2 separate regions of the Zea mays genome follow, and region 2 is linked to region 1. The links are chromatin contacts, called in public Hi-C maps. All regions are on one chromosome and are shown on one strand. Each heading gives the region's core, a stretch centred on a gene start, on an enhancer-like site or on the middle of the called end of the contact. The rest is flanking DNA. Distances are from core to core; before and after follow the strand shown. Region 1 has its middle 84 kb from the start of LOC103635202. Region 2 has its middle 110 kb from the start of LOC100284736.

Region 1 (5,891 bases), core at 1,203-3,702:
TTTTAAAAGTAAGAGACTTTTAATTACAAGATATTCTAATTCAAAAATCTCTGGAGAGTTTTACTAAATTCTTAAAGTAAGATTTTTGAGGTATTACAAATTGGATCTAGACCCTGGATCGCTGATCCAACGGCCCATCCAGCGTACCGGTTCGCATAAGGGTGCTGATTTGATCTAGGACACACGTCTTTGATTCATCGGCCAGAAGCGAAAGATACCCCTTCGGCCGTGATACTTTGCAAAAGAGACCCTGTCTTTGTTTAAAAATAACCCGCCGTCCACATGTATCTAAAGAACATAGCAGGAAGCTCCTAATTTCTTTGATTTGAACCTTGGGTTCTCTTGTATTTATGGCGACAGCCAGAGGTTAAATAAAATGAGTAAATTAATATAGAAAATGATTTATAATATAGAAATAATCCTAGAATCTTGTTTAATTCATAAGCAATTCATTTTAACCCCTTTTTGATCCATTCCGGTTGCATTAAACTCATATTAATATTGTTCATCATCTAGTGACCTTATTTTATTCTGAGACATATGGTTAAAATTATGCACTTAATTTGTTTTCTGTCTAACACATAACCTTTAGAAAATCATAACTCCTTAATCGTAACTCTGATTTTAGTGGTTCTCGAACCTATAATTTCATAGCAACGTGTAGATCATTATTATATAGTTTATGCTCATGTTTGTTGTGATGTTAATTTCTCCTATACCATGTTTGTTTGTATTGCTGCGAGTAGACGAGCAAGTGACCGAGGACCCTGGTACTCAGCAGGTGGAAACTACTGAGCAGGAGCTCGTTGAAGGCAAGTTGTGCCCTTGATCACCTTTCTTTACCCAATAATATTCATATTAATCATTATGATTTGTATAGGTAAATTTTGATGGGACCTAATAGGTTACCCTAGTTTTGTTTACCCCACACCTTGCAAACAAATGAACTATTGGGTAGACATGCTATTGCTCTACATGGTTTTGGATTAATGCTATACTGATTTATGATCATGTTTCATTATTATTGCTGGTTTATTATTGTTCATGACAAGATCATTGTGTTAATTGAAAAATAGAGCGACCACCCGGGATAGCAGTGCTACCATAAGGGTGGTATGGGACGCCCTTGGCTGACTAATTAGGAAAGCTAGTGGAGGACTACCTTACCCGAAAGGGGCAAGGGCGGTAGAGGAGTTGTGGTATAGGGAGTTTCTCTGGTCAATCATGCTGTGATGACTTTTTGGACGAGGGATTCCTACGTCGTTCTTCTCAGAAACCGTAGCGTGTTTTCTGAAGGTAGTGGAACTTTGTAAAGGCCTCGTAGTGCTACCCTGCCTCACCTCCTCGGTAGAGCTATATGGAGTCCGTACAACCCCGTGACAGATGGGTAACACAACTTGTGGGTAGAGATGCGCAACCTCTGCAGAGTGTAAAACTAGTATATCAGTCATGCTCACGGTCATGAGCGGCTTGGACCCTCACATGCGTAACTTATGAAATTAAACTTAATTGGTCATTTGCATCGCATTGTGGTTTTATTATTAATTATGATCTCATTTATTTGGGTTGATATTTACTTATACTTAGTAATTGCTAATAAAATTTGACCAACTTATTAAAAGCAATGCCTTGCCTTAACCATTATTTGTTGACCAGCTTGGCACTATACTGTAAAGCCCAAATTTTGTATAAGAGAAAAATAATAAAAATAAATGAACAAATGTATTTATGTGATAGTGTTTTTGTGATTATGGAACCTTTGGAGATTATTTGGTTTCCTTTCCTTTTTTCATATTAAATTAATGGAATCAAATTAGTTAGGTAACCAATAAATAAAGAAAAGTGCATTTCATGCTGGTATCTTTTGTTTGTGGCATTTGGTTCGAGCAACCAGAAATTGAAATGCATTCAAATTGAGTTTGAACCTTGGAAAACAAAAACAAGAGAAATAGAAGTGATAAAAGAAAAAGGAATGAATACCAGCGCCAGCTTGGGCCCAAAGTCGAACCACGGCCCAAAACAGTCATCCTTTCGCGTGGCCCATATCCTGCTCGCGCAACCCGGCGCTGACAAGCGGGCCTGGTCTGTCAGCCACCCGTCGCGCGTGCCACTCGTGGGGTCGCTACTCACCCTCTCAACCGCGTGCACCTGCATTAGCTTTATCGCCGACGAGTGGGCCCGCTGGATCAAGTCGAGCTTCCGGCTCCTAGCTCGGGGAGCGGCCGTTGCAACAGAATCCGGGGATTCCAGTGTGGCAGATCTCAACGGCGTGTGCTCTGGGCCTTTATGTGCCGGCACTGTGATCGACTTCCCCACCCTCGCGTTGATGCTATCGGGCTCGGGGGTAGTGTCCTTGGGCGCGGGACCGCAGTTCACCAGCGTAGTCGCCGCCGCACGGAGTGGGCGCCGCCGTGTCCTGGGGCCGGTAGGAGAAGAGAAGCCGCCAGCCGTTGATTTCATGGCAACCGGCTGGGATTAGAAGATAGCTTACCCCTTCGTCCAATAGAACCCAGGCCATAGATCTATAATCCAATGGGTACATCAATCTCAGTCATTTAGAATCCGGACCGTAGATCTCAGATCCAGTGGTCTGCGCTGCGCTCCGTTTATTATATGATCGATCTAATCTGAGCTGTATGATTCAAATCCAACACCCTTCGACTAGGGAAATTTACATATGAATCCCCGGTAATAGTAAGAATTAACCCGCCGTCCGCCTAGACACGAGAAACATCACAGAGAGGTCCCGAAAATTACAAGTTGATCTGTGAGCTTTCAAATTTTTGCGTCCGCAGTCCATAGGCAATCAGGAAAATAGTAAATTAATATTGAAAATGATTTTTAGTATGAAAACAATTCTAGAAACTTGTTTAATTTATAATTAATCCATTTTAACTCCTTTTTTTACGATTCTAGTTGCATTAAATACATATTAATATTGTTTATTTTTTGGTAACTTTATTTTGTTATGAAACTTAGGATAAAATTATACACTTAATTTTTTTTAAATATAACACCTAAACCTTCGGAAAATCATAACTCTTTAACCATAACTCCAAATTTAGTGGTTCTCTAACCTAAGATTTCGTTACGATGCATAGAATATTATCATGCATTCTGTTCTGATGTTTGGTGTGATGTTAATTTCAACTATAACATGTTTGTTTGTATTGTTGAGAGTAGACGAGCAAGCAACCGAGGATCTCGATACTCAGCAGTTGGAAAATACTGAGCAGGAGCTCATTGAAGGCAAGTTGTGCCCTTGACCACTTTTCTTGACCCAATAATGTTCTATATAATTACTGTGGCATTTTTAGGCTTAATTTTGATGGGACCCAATAGGTCACCCTAGTTTGTTTTACTTATTGCCTTGATCACCACTAAACTTTTGGGTAGTCACTGCTCTTGCTCTATGTGGTTTTGGGTGTTAAGATAAATATGCTTCATGATCATACTTTATTATTGTTATTCTACTCTTTAATGTTCATGATAATACTATGGTGTTAATTGGACATGAAGCTTAACTTGAGAATACAGTGCTACCACAAGGGTGGAATGGGACACCCTTGGCCAAGTAATTAGGAAAGCTAGGGAGAGACTACCTTACCTGAAAGGGGCAAGAAGGAACGCGTCACTGCAGAGTATAGGGAGGTTCTCGGGTCAGACTATTTGTTTAGCTTTCTGGACGAGGGAATCCTATGCTTCCTTCGTCCTGAATCCGTAGCAGGTTTTCTCGAACTAGTGGAACTTTGGAAAGGCTTCGTAGTGCTACCCTGCATTGTCTCCTTGGTAGAGATGAATGGGACTTATAGACCCCTTGGCAAATGGGTAGCATGACTTGTGGGTAAAGATGTGCAACCTCTACAAAGTGTAAAACTGGTAAACTAGCTGTGCTCGCGGTCATGAGCAGCTGAGGACTCTCACATGATTAACTTATGGAATTAAACTCAATTTGTCATATGCATCGCATAGTGGTTTTATTATTAATTTTGATCTATTATTACTCTGGTTTAGTATATACTTATATTTAGTATCTGCTAAAAAATTTGACCAACTTATTAAAAGCAATGCTCAGCTTTAACCATTATTTGTTGATCAACCTTATACTTCACATGAGCCCTCACCTTTGATGAGTTCATGCACATTATTCCCCACAACTGTTGATCTATGATCTTTTGTGAGCTCACTCTTGCGATATATATAAAGCCCCCCACAGGTGAAGAGCAGGTAGACCAGGAGGAGGACTACTATGAGGAGTACGAGGAAGTCTAGGTGGCGTCTCCTAGTCAGCTTAATGTGCAAGGAATAATATTAGTTAGCTTTATTGTTATCATTTATTATTGTAAGACACTTCCGCTATGTAATAATGTTTGTGACATTTATCTCTATACACTTGGTCATTATACGTGTTGTTCTTCTTTGGCGCACATATAAGACGCACCCGGGTTTACCCCTTAAATCCGGGTGTGACAGAATGTGGCAGAACCACCCGAATTGTTCCAACTTAAGTGCCTAAGTTACGCCTCAGGGGTTGTAACACACTTAAATAGGAATAACCCGTCAGTCCCTCAGATCTAGTCTGATAAAGCCACTTAACCAGGATCAAATACCACAAACCCACTCGAAGGCGAGTCACAGAAGAAATACAATAAAACAGGAAAATCTCAAATTAAAGTACTGAATTATTACATAGATCAGAGTTTTTCAAGTAGTGAATAAAAGTTCACAAAATAAAATGCAGCGGATAATTGATATCGTCGGTAGCGAGGAATCGGGCAAGGCCTAGCCCACTACTCCTCTTGCTCCTCTCCTGCTGGAGCAGCATCCCACTCGACCGTCCAACCCGGTGGCAGGGTGGTAGGCCAAGTCACACCATCAACCATATCTTGAAGCGTACTTGCAAAATTATGCCACAAGCAAGGCTGAGTATACTAATACTCAGCTAGACTTACCTGGTGTGAGGAAACTACTCCTCTACCTCTAGACCATGCAGCTGTTTGGCTGAGGGGTTTAGTTTGCCAAAGGCACTAGCTGAGTCTAAAATCAATTTTTAGCTTTTCAAATTCTAGCATCATTATCTTAGCTAAATTTGTTCCTTCTAGGCATACATGGTAACAAGCATTTAGTACAATCAACAAGTTATCTCATGTAAACCTCATTTCACTTCTTACTCAATGTAGTACAAGGGGTCAAGCAGTCTCATTAGCTGCGAGAAGCAGACGATTCGAATAGAGTTTTTATCCATGCAAGGTAAACCTAAACACACGACATGTCATGTCACTCCGTCCCCACACATGTCAACCATCCCCATCGATTCCCCGTTCGTGGCCAGGGCTCACCGCCTTGGCATACAATGCTCCACTGACCCTGGCTGCCGCCGTGCAGTGACCGCACTTGTACCCACCATAGCTAGCATGGGAGACCCAGTCTCAAGACGAGTGAGGGATAAAGTCTGCGCCCGGCTTCACTCAGGTACTAGGTTTACCGGTTACCATATTTCCCGACATGTGCTTAGTACGTTCAAACGCTTGACTCAGGTATCCACACATTAATCCTTAATTCTTTTTCCTGTCTCATGGACAAGGCATCCTCCCTGGATCCAAGTCCATAGACCATCATAGATCCTGTTATCAAGATGAATACAATCAATTCCTGACCTCGCGCGAGTGCTAGAAAAATCACTCGACTTCTACCGAGATCCTGTTTAGCAAGCAGCTACTCGACCTAGCATACTAGTATTCATCTCAAAAAGGAATCCTAAGTTCATGCAACTACAGATTTCAAGCAATTCCTGCACTTAAGTGCACATTACAAGCCTACAAACATTAAGTGTAGTAAAGTAGCATATATAAATACGGTTATGCATAAAACCGGGGCTTGCCTTCAATAGC
Region 2 (6,030 bases), core at 862-3,361, 170 kb after region 1:
GGAATAGTTGCACATACTAAAGGGATCACTATAGAAGTGGAACCTACCTTGGAGCAAGAGATATGCAAGGGTCAGATTGATGATGCTAAAATTCAAGAAATCAAAGATCTGGTGGCAGAAGATAGAGGTCAAGAATTCGCAGAGGATGAACAAGGCACAATATGGTTCAAGAATAGGATATGTGTTCCTGAGATTGACAGCCTCAGTGAGACCATACTGAAGGAAGCCCATGACTCAGACTATTCTATTCATCCTGGTAGTACCAAGATGTATCAAGATCTAAAGCAGAAGTACTGGCGGTATGGGCTGAAAAGAGATGTAGCTGCACAAGTGGCTGTATGTGATGTATGTTAGAGTCAAAGCTGAACATCAGAGGCCAGCTGGACTGCTACACCCGTTAAAGGTGCCCGAAAGGAAGTGGGAAGAAATTGGTATGGACTTCATTGTCAGGTTGCCTCGCACCCCGAAAGGTTATGATTCCATATGGGTGATCGTGGATAGATTAACCAAAGTGGCTCACATTATCCCGGTCAAGAGTACTTACAAGGGTTCCCAGTTGGCAGAGTTATATATGTCTTGAATTGTGTGCTTACATGGGGTACCTAAGAAGATTGTTTCTGATCGAGGATCTCAGTTTACCTCAAGGTTTTGGAAGAGTCTCCATGAGAACATGGATACAAAGTTGAATTTCATCTCGGCTTATCATCCCCAAACTGATGGCTAGACTGAGAGAACCAACCAAGTGCTTGAGGATATGTTAAGAGCTTGTGCCCTTAAGCGTGGAGGTAGTTAGGACAAGAGTCTGCCATATGCAGAGTTCTCTTACAATAATAGTTATCAGGCCAGTCTGTAGATGTCTCCATTGAAGCTTTATATGGCAAAAAGTGTAGAACCCCTCTGTATTGGGATCAGACTGGTGAGAGGCAGTTCTTCGGGCCAGAAATTATTCAAGACGTAGAGGAACAAGTTCGGATGATCAGGGAGAAATTGAGGATAGCACAAACCTGACAGAAGAGTTATGCTGATAATCGAAGAAGACCACTGGAATTCGAAGAGGGTGATCACGTATACCTAAAGGTGTCACCAATTTGTGGTATGAGGAGATTTAAAGTTAAAGGTAAGCTATCCCCTCGCTTTATTGGACCCTTCAAAATCCTTAAGCGAGTTGGAGAGATGGCCTACCAGCTTGAGCTACCAGACCATCTATCTGATGTCCATGATGTGTTTCACATATCTCAACTTAAGAAGTGTCTCCGGGTTCCAGAGGAACATTTGCCTATGGAAGAAATTAGTGTGCAGGGTGATCTAACCTACACTGAGCATCCTATGAAGATCATTGACACCTTGAATCGGGTTATGCGAAACAAAGTGATCAAAATGTGCAAAGTGCAATGGAGTCATCATGGGGTAGATGAAGCTACTTGGGAGAGGGAAGAAGAATTACAAGTAGAGTTTCCCCACCTCTTTCCTAGCATGTAGTAATCTCGAGGTCGAGATTATTTTTAAGGGGGATAGGATTTGTAATACCCAACTTGTAGATAGTAAAAGAGAAGACTTAATCTCCTTATATGTATTGCCCTCTATTCATTAGAACATATGCATAATCATATTTAAAGTGAATAAATTAACTAATGAAACATAAATAATCTGGAGGTTATTTGTTTGTGCACTTAATAATAAAAATAATAAAAATAAAAATATACTAATGTTGAAATTTGAGTTTAATCTAAATTGAAATCGAGAATTTGAGAATGAAATAGAAAAGAAGAGAAGAGAAAAAGGAAAAAAACAATAAACTATAAAGAAAAATGTGTGGTATAGGAAAAATGATTCCTCGTGCTAGTATTTCTATTTGTGCATTTAATCTAGGTATGAGACTTACAAACAAATTTGAAATTCAAAGACTAGAATTTGAAATGGAGAAAGACATTCATACTAAAATAAGAAAAACAAAAGAAAACCCCGGCTGGGCCAACATCCTGAATTTGGCCCACCATCGCTTTTCAGCAACTCGGCCCAACTGGGCTGTGTGTCGCGCCGACAGGCGGGCCATGCCTGTCCGCGGCTGTCGCGCGCACCACTGGGCAGATTCCCTCACCGGGGTGCCAGCACCACTTGCCAGTGACCATATCGCGTGCGCCTCATCGCCTCTGATTCCGACCGGTGGGCCCTACTGTAGCCACTCGCGTTCTCGCGCCAACGCTGATCTTCGGGCCCCTGCTGCCAGTCACTGCACGGTGTAATCCCGACGGAAACCTTGCGCGCGGCGAAGCTCAGCCTGATCCAATCCCAGGAATCTCGATGGCAGTTTCAACTAACCGCTCCACCAGCTGGTGGCTCGATGACCCGTCCTTTAAGACCGTGACCCAGGCACCTGCGTAGGATCGTTGTTCCCGGTTGTGCGCGCCAAAAAAAGAGGAAAGGAGAGCAGAGCGCCGCCGTGAGAGAAATTCCATCCGACCGCCGATTTGACCCTGCGAACCAGACCAAAGAGGGAGCGTAGGGAGCGGGGGAAGAAGCGCGTTGGAGCCCCTCACCGTGGGAGGGCCTAGATAAACAACAATTTCTCGCCGGAGTTGTTCATCGTCGTGGAGCCGCCTCGCGCCGTTGGGCAACTCGACTTCGCTTCAATCACGGGTGAGGACCTCCTTCTCGGATCCGATATTGTCTAGGCTTCAATTAGCGCTTAGAATAAATTAGAATCGTGCGCCGTGTGCCGGGCATGCCGTGCGCCAGTGGTAGCGCCGCCGCGGGGCCATGTTCTCATCGTCCGATCGGGTGGAGGTGAGGGGTGAGCCAGGTACCGTGGATCCTTTATTTACGGCTAAGATTAGCGTAGCCTTACCCTTTCTTTCGCCCGAGACATGGCCATTGATCTGGTGATCCTCGGCCAATAATGGGTCGCTAGTGTTTTAAATCGTTGCTGTCGATCTCCGATCGGTCGGTCCAGGAGCGGTTTCTGTTACTTAAAAGCCCCATCTTAGATCTCGGATCCGACGGTCAGTTTTGTGTATCGGTTCGTTTGGGATTCTATCTAATCTGAGTCATTGGTGGGTGATCGGATGGCTGTGATTAGGGGATGCCTTGGGCCGTGAGAGTTTTGCGTATGAGCCCTCGGGGAAGATACAAACTAACCCGCCATCCACGGTTGTCTTAGAATCATTACCAAGAAGTCTTAGTTCTTATAAACCAACACCTGGATTTTCTAGGAATAGTGCCCGCCACCCAATGCTTTGAGGAAGCAATAAATAAATTAAAGAAATTGATTTTTAGCATAAAATTTATTCACCAACTTTAGGAAATTCATAACTTCTTTAATTTAGCGCCAAATTGATCCATTCCAGTTGCATTAGACTCATATTAATATTGTCTATCAGTTAGTAACCTTATTTTACCATGTAACATAGAGATTAAATCAAGCACTCATTTTGTTTTATATTTAGCACCTAAATATTCAGAAAATCATAACTCTTAAACCGTAACTCCGAATTTAGTGGTTCTTGAACCTAGGATCTCATTATGATGCGTAGAATATTATCATGCATCATGTTCTGATGTTTGGTGTGATGTTAATTTCTCCTCGCCATGTCTGTTTGTATTGTTGCGAGTAGACGAGCAAGCAATTGAGGAGCCCGGTACTCAACAGGTGGAAAATACTGAGCAAGAGCTCATTGAAGGCAAGTTGTGCCCTTGACCACTTTTATTTACCCAATAATGTTCTCTATAATCAATTTGGCATGCTTAGGCTTAATTTTGATGGGATCCAATAGGTCACCCTAGTTTGGTCATCTTTATACCTTGTTTACCACTGAACTTTTTGGGTACTATTTGCTATTACTATATGTGGTTTTGGGTATTAAGATAATTATTATTTATGATCATGCTTTATTATTGTTGTTTTATTCTATTCATGATAAGACTATTGTGTTAATTGGAACATATAGCTTAACTTGAGATAAACGTGCCACCACAAGGGTGGAATGGGACGCCTTGGCTGACTAATTAGGAAAGTTGGTGGAGGTCTACCTTACCCGAAAGGGGCTAGGGCGGTAGGGGAGTTGTTGGTGTAGGGAGGTTCTCGGGTTGATTGTGTTGCGATCGCTCTCCTCAGAAACCGTAGCGGGTTTTATGAAGCTAGTGGAACTTTGTGAAGGCCTCGTAGTGTTACCCTGCCTTGTCTCCTCGGTAGAGATGAATGGGACTTCTAGACCCCTTGGCAACTGGGTAGCATGATGACGGCGTTTTGACCCCGGGGGGGGGGTCCCTGGACCGACGAGTAAATTGTCGCTGCGTGTCCCAGCCCAGATGGGTTGGTGCGAGATGGATCACAAGGGGAAAACAGCAAGGGGAAACCGTGGCCTCGTGTTGTCCTGCGCCCAGGGCGGATGCGCTTGCAGTAGGGAGTTACAAGCGTTCGCGAGGGAGAGAGAGAGAGAGCGAGAGCCTCGTGCGTCAGCCCGTTCTCCCGCGTGGCCACCCTCTCATACGAGGGCCCTGGACCTTCCTTTTATAGTTGTAAGGAGAAGGCCCAGGTGTACAATGGGGGGTGTAGCAATGTGCTAACGTGTCTAGCAGAGGGAACCCAAAGTCCTATGTACAGGTCGACGTGGCTGTCGGAGAGGTTTTGGCGCCCTGTTCATGTGATGTCGTGGCCGTCGGAGGAGCGCTTGAGCCCTGTAGGAGCACAGCTGTCGGGTCCTTGCTGACGTCTCCTTGCTTCCGTAGGGGGTTGAGTACCGCCGTCGTCACGGAGCACGCGGGGTGCCATCATTACTTGTTTTACCGGGACGAGCCAGATGGGACATCGGTCTTGTTCCCCGTAGCCTGAGCTAGCTAGGGGTAGGGTAATGATGGCCCCCCTATGACGTGGTCGGTCTGAGCCCGAGGTCGGGCGAGGCAGTGACTCCTCCGAGGTCGAGGCTGAGTCCAAGCCCTAGGGTCGGGCGAGGCGGAGACCGTCTTCCAATGTCGAGGTTGAGTCCGAGCCTTGGGGTCGGGCGAGGCGGAGACCGTCTTCCGGAGACGAGGTTGAGTCTGAGCCCTAGGGTCGGGCGAGGCGGAGACCGTCTTCCGAGGTCGAGGTGGAGTCCGAGCCCTGGGGTTGAGCGAGGCGGAGACCGTCTTCCGGTGTCGAGGTTGAGTCCGAGCCCTAGGGTCGGGCGAGGCGGAGACCATCGTCCGAGGTCGAGGTTGAGTTCGAGCCCTAGGGTCGGGCGAGGCGGAGACCGTCGTCCGAGGTTGAGGTTGAGTCCGAGCCATGGTGTCGGGCGAGGCGGAGACCGTCGTTCGAGGTCGAGGTTGAGTCCGAGCCCTGGGGTCGAGCGAGGCGGAGACCGTCTTCCGGTGTCGAGGTGGAGTTCGAGCCCTGGGGTCGGGCGAGGCGGAGACCGTATTCCGGTGTCGAGGTTGAGTCCGAGCCCTGGGGTCGGGCGAGGCGGAGACTGTCTTCCGGTGTCGAGGTTGAGTCCGAGCCATGGGGTCGGGTGAGGCGGAGCTTCCTATGGCGCCTGAGGCCGGACTTGGCGGCTGTCAGCCTCACCCTGACGGGTGGCACAACAGTCGAAGCAGCGCAGGCGGCGCTATTTTCTTGTCAGGTCAGCCAATGGAGGGGCGAAGTGACTGCGGTCACTTCGGCTCTGTCGACTGAAGTGCGTGCGTCAGGATAAGGTGTCAAGTGATCCTTGCATTGAATGCTCCTGCGATCCGGTCGGTTGGCATAGCGATCTGGCCAAGGTTGCTTCTCCGCGAAGCCTGCCCGAGCTGGGCCTCGGGTGAGTCGAAGGTGCACCCGTTGCTTGAGGAGACCCTCGGGCGAGACGTGAATCCTCCTGGGTCGGCTATCTTTGCCCGAGGATGGGCTCGGGCGAGGCGAGATTGTGTCCCTTGAGTGGACGGAGCCTTGACCTGAATTGCGCCCATCAGGAGTCTTGGGGGTACCCCTAATTATGGTCCCCGACAGTAGCCCCCGAGCCTCAAAGGGAGTGTGGGTACTCGCTTGGAGGCTTTGTCGCACTTTTTTGCAAGGGGACT

Evidence for each region. Hi-C and Micro-C count contacts between places; a contact is called where the count stands out from the background.
Region 2: a Hi-C map of bundle sheath shows a contact between it and region 1, with 4 times the contacts expected there. The contact joins two enhancer-like sites. A contact is called at or near these places in 3 of 25 Hi-C or Micro-C datasets (bundle sheath, endosperm and leaf).

Annotation. Positions count from the first base shown.
Region 1 is chr8:54,013,234-54,019,124 of Zm-B73-REFERENCE-NAM-5.0, forward strand. No RefSeq gene overlaps it. Among protein-coding and RNA genes, the nearest start is that of LOC103635202, 84 kb to the left of the region's middle. Within about 2 kb of position 2,453, at least 18 of the 20 cell types and tissues checked have an H3K27ac peak or open chromatin away from gene starts, as enhancers often do. A contact at or near this core is called in bundle sheath and leaf, where this site is marked.
Region 2 is chr8:54,179,225-54,185,254 of Zm-B73-REFERENCE-NAM-5.0, forward strand. No RefSeq gene overlaps it. Among protein-coding and RNA genes, the nearest start is that of LOC100284736, 110 kb to the right of the region's middle. Within about 2 kb of position 2,112, at least 17 of the 20 cell types and tissues checked have an H3K27ac peak or open chromatin away from gene starts, as enhancers often do. A contact at or near this core is called in bundle sheath and leaf, where this site is marked.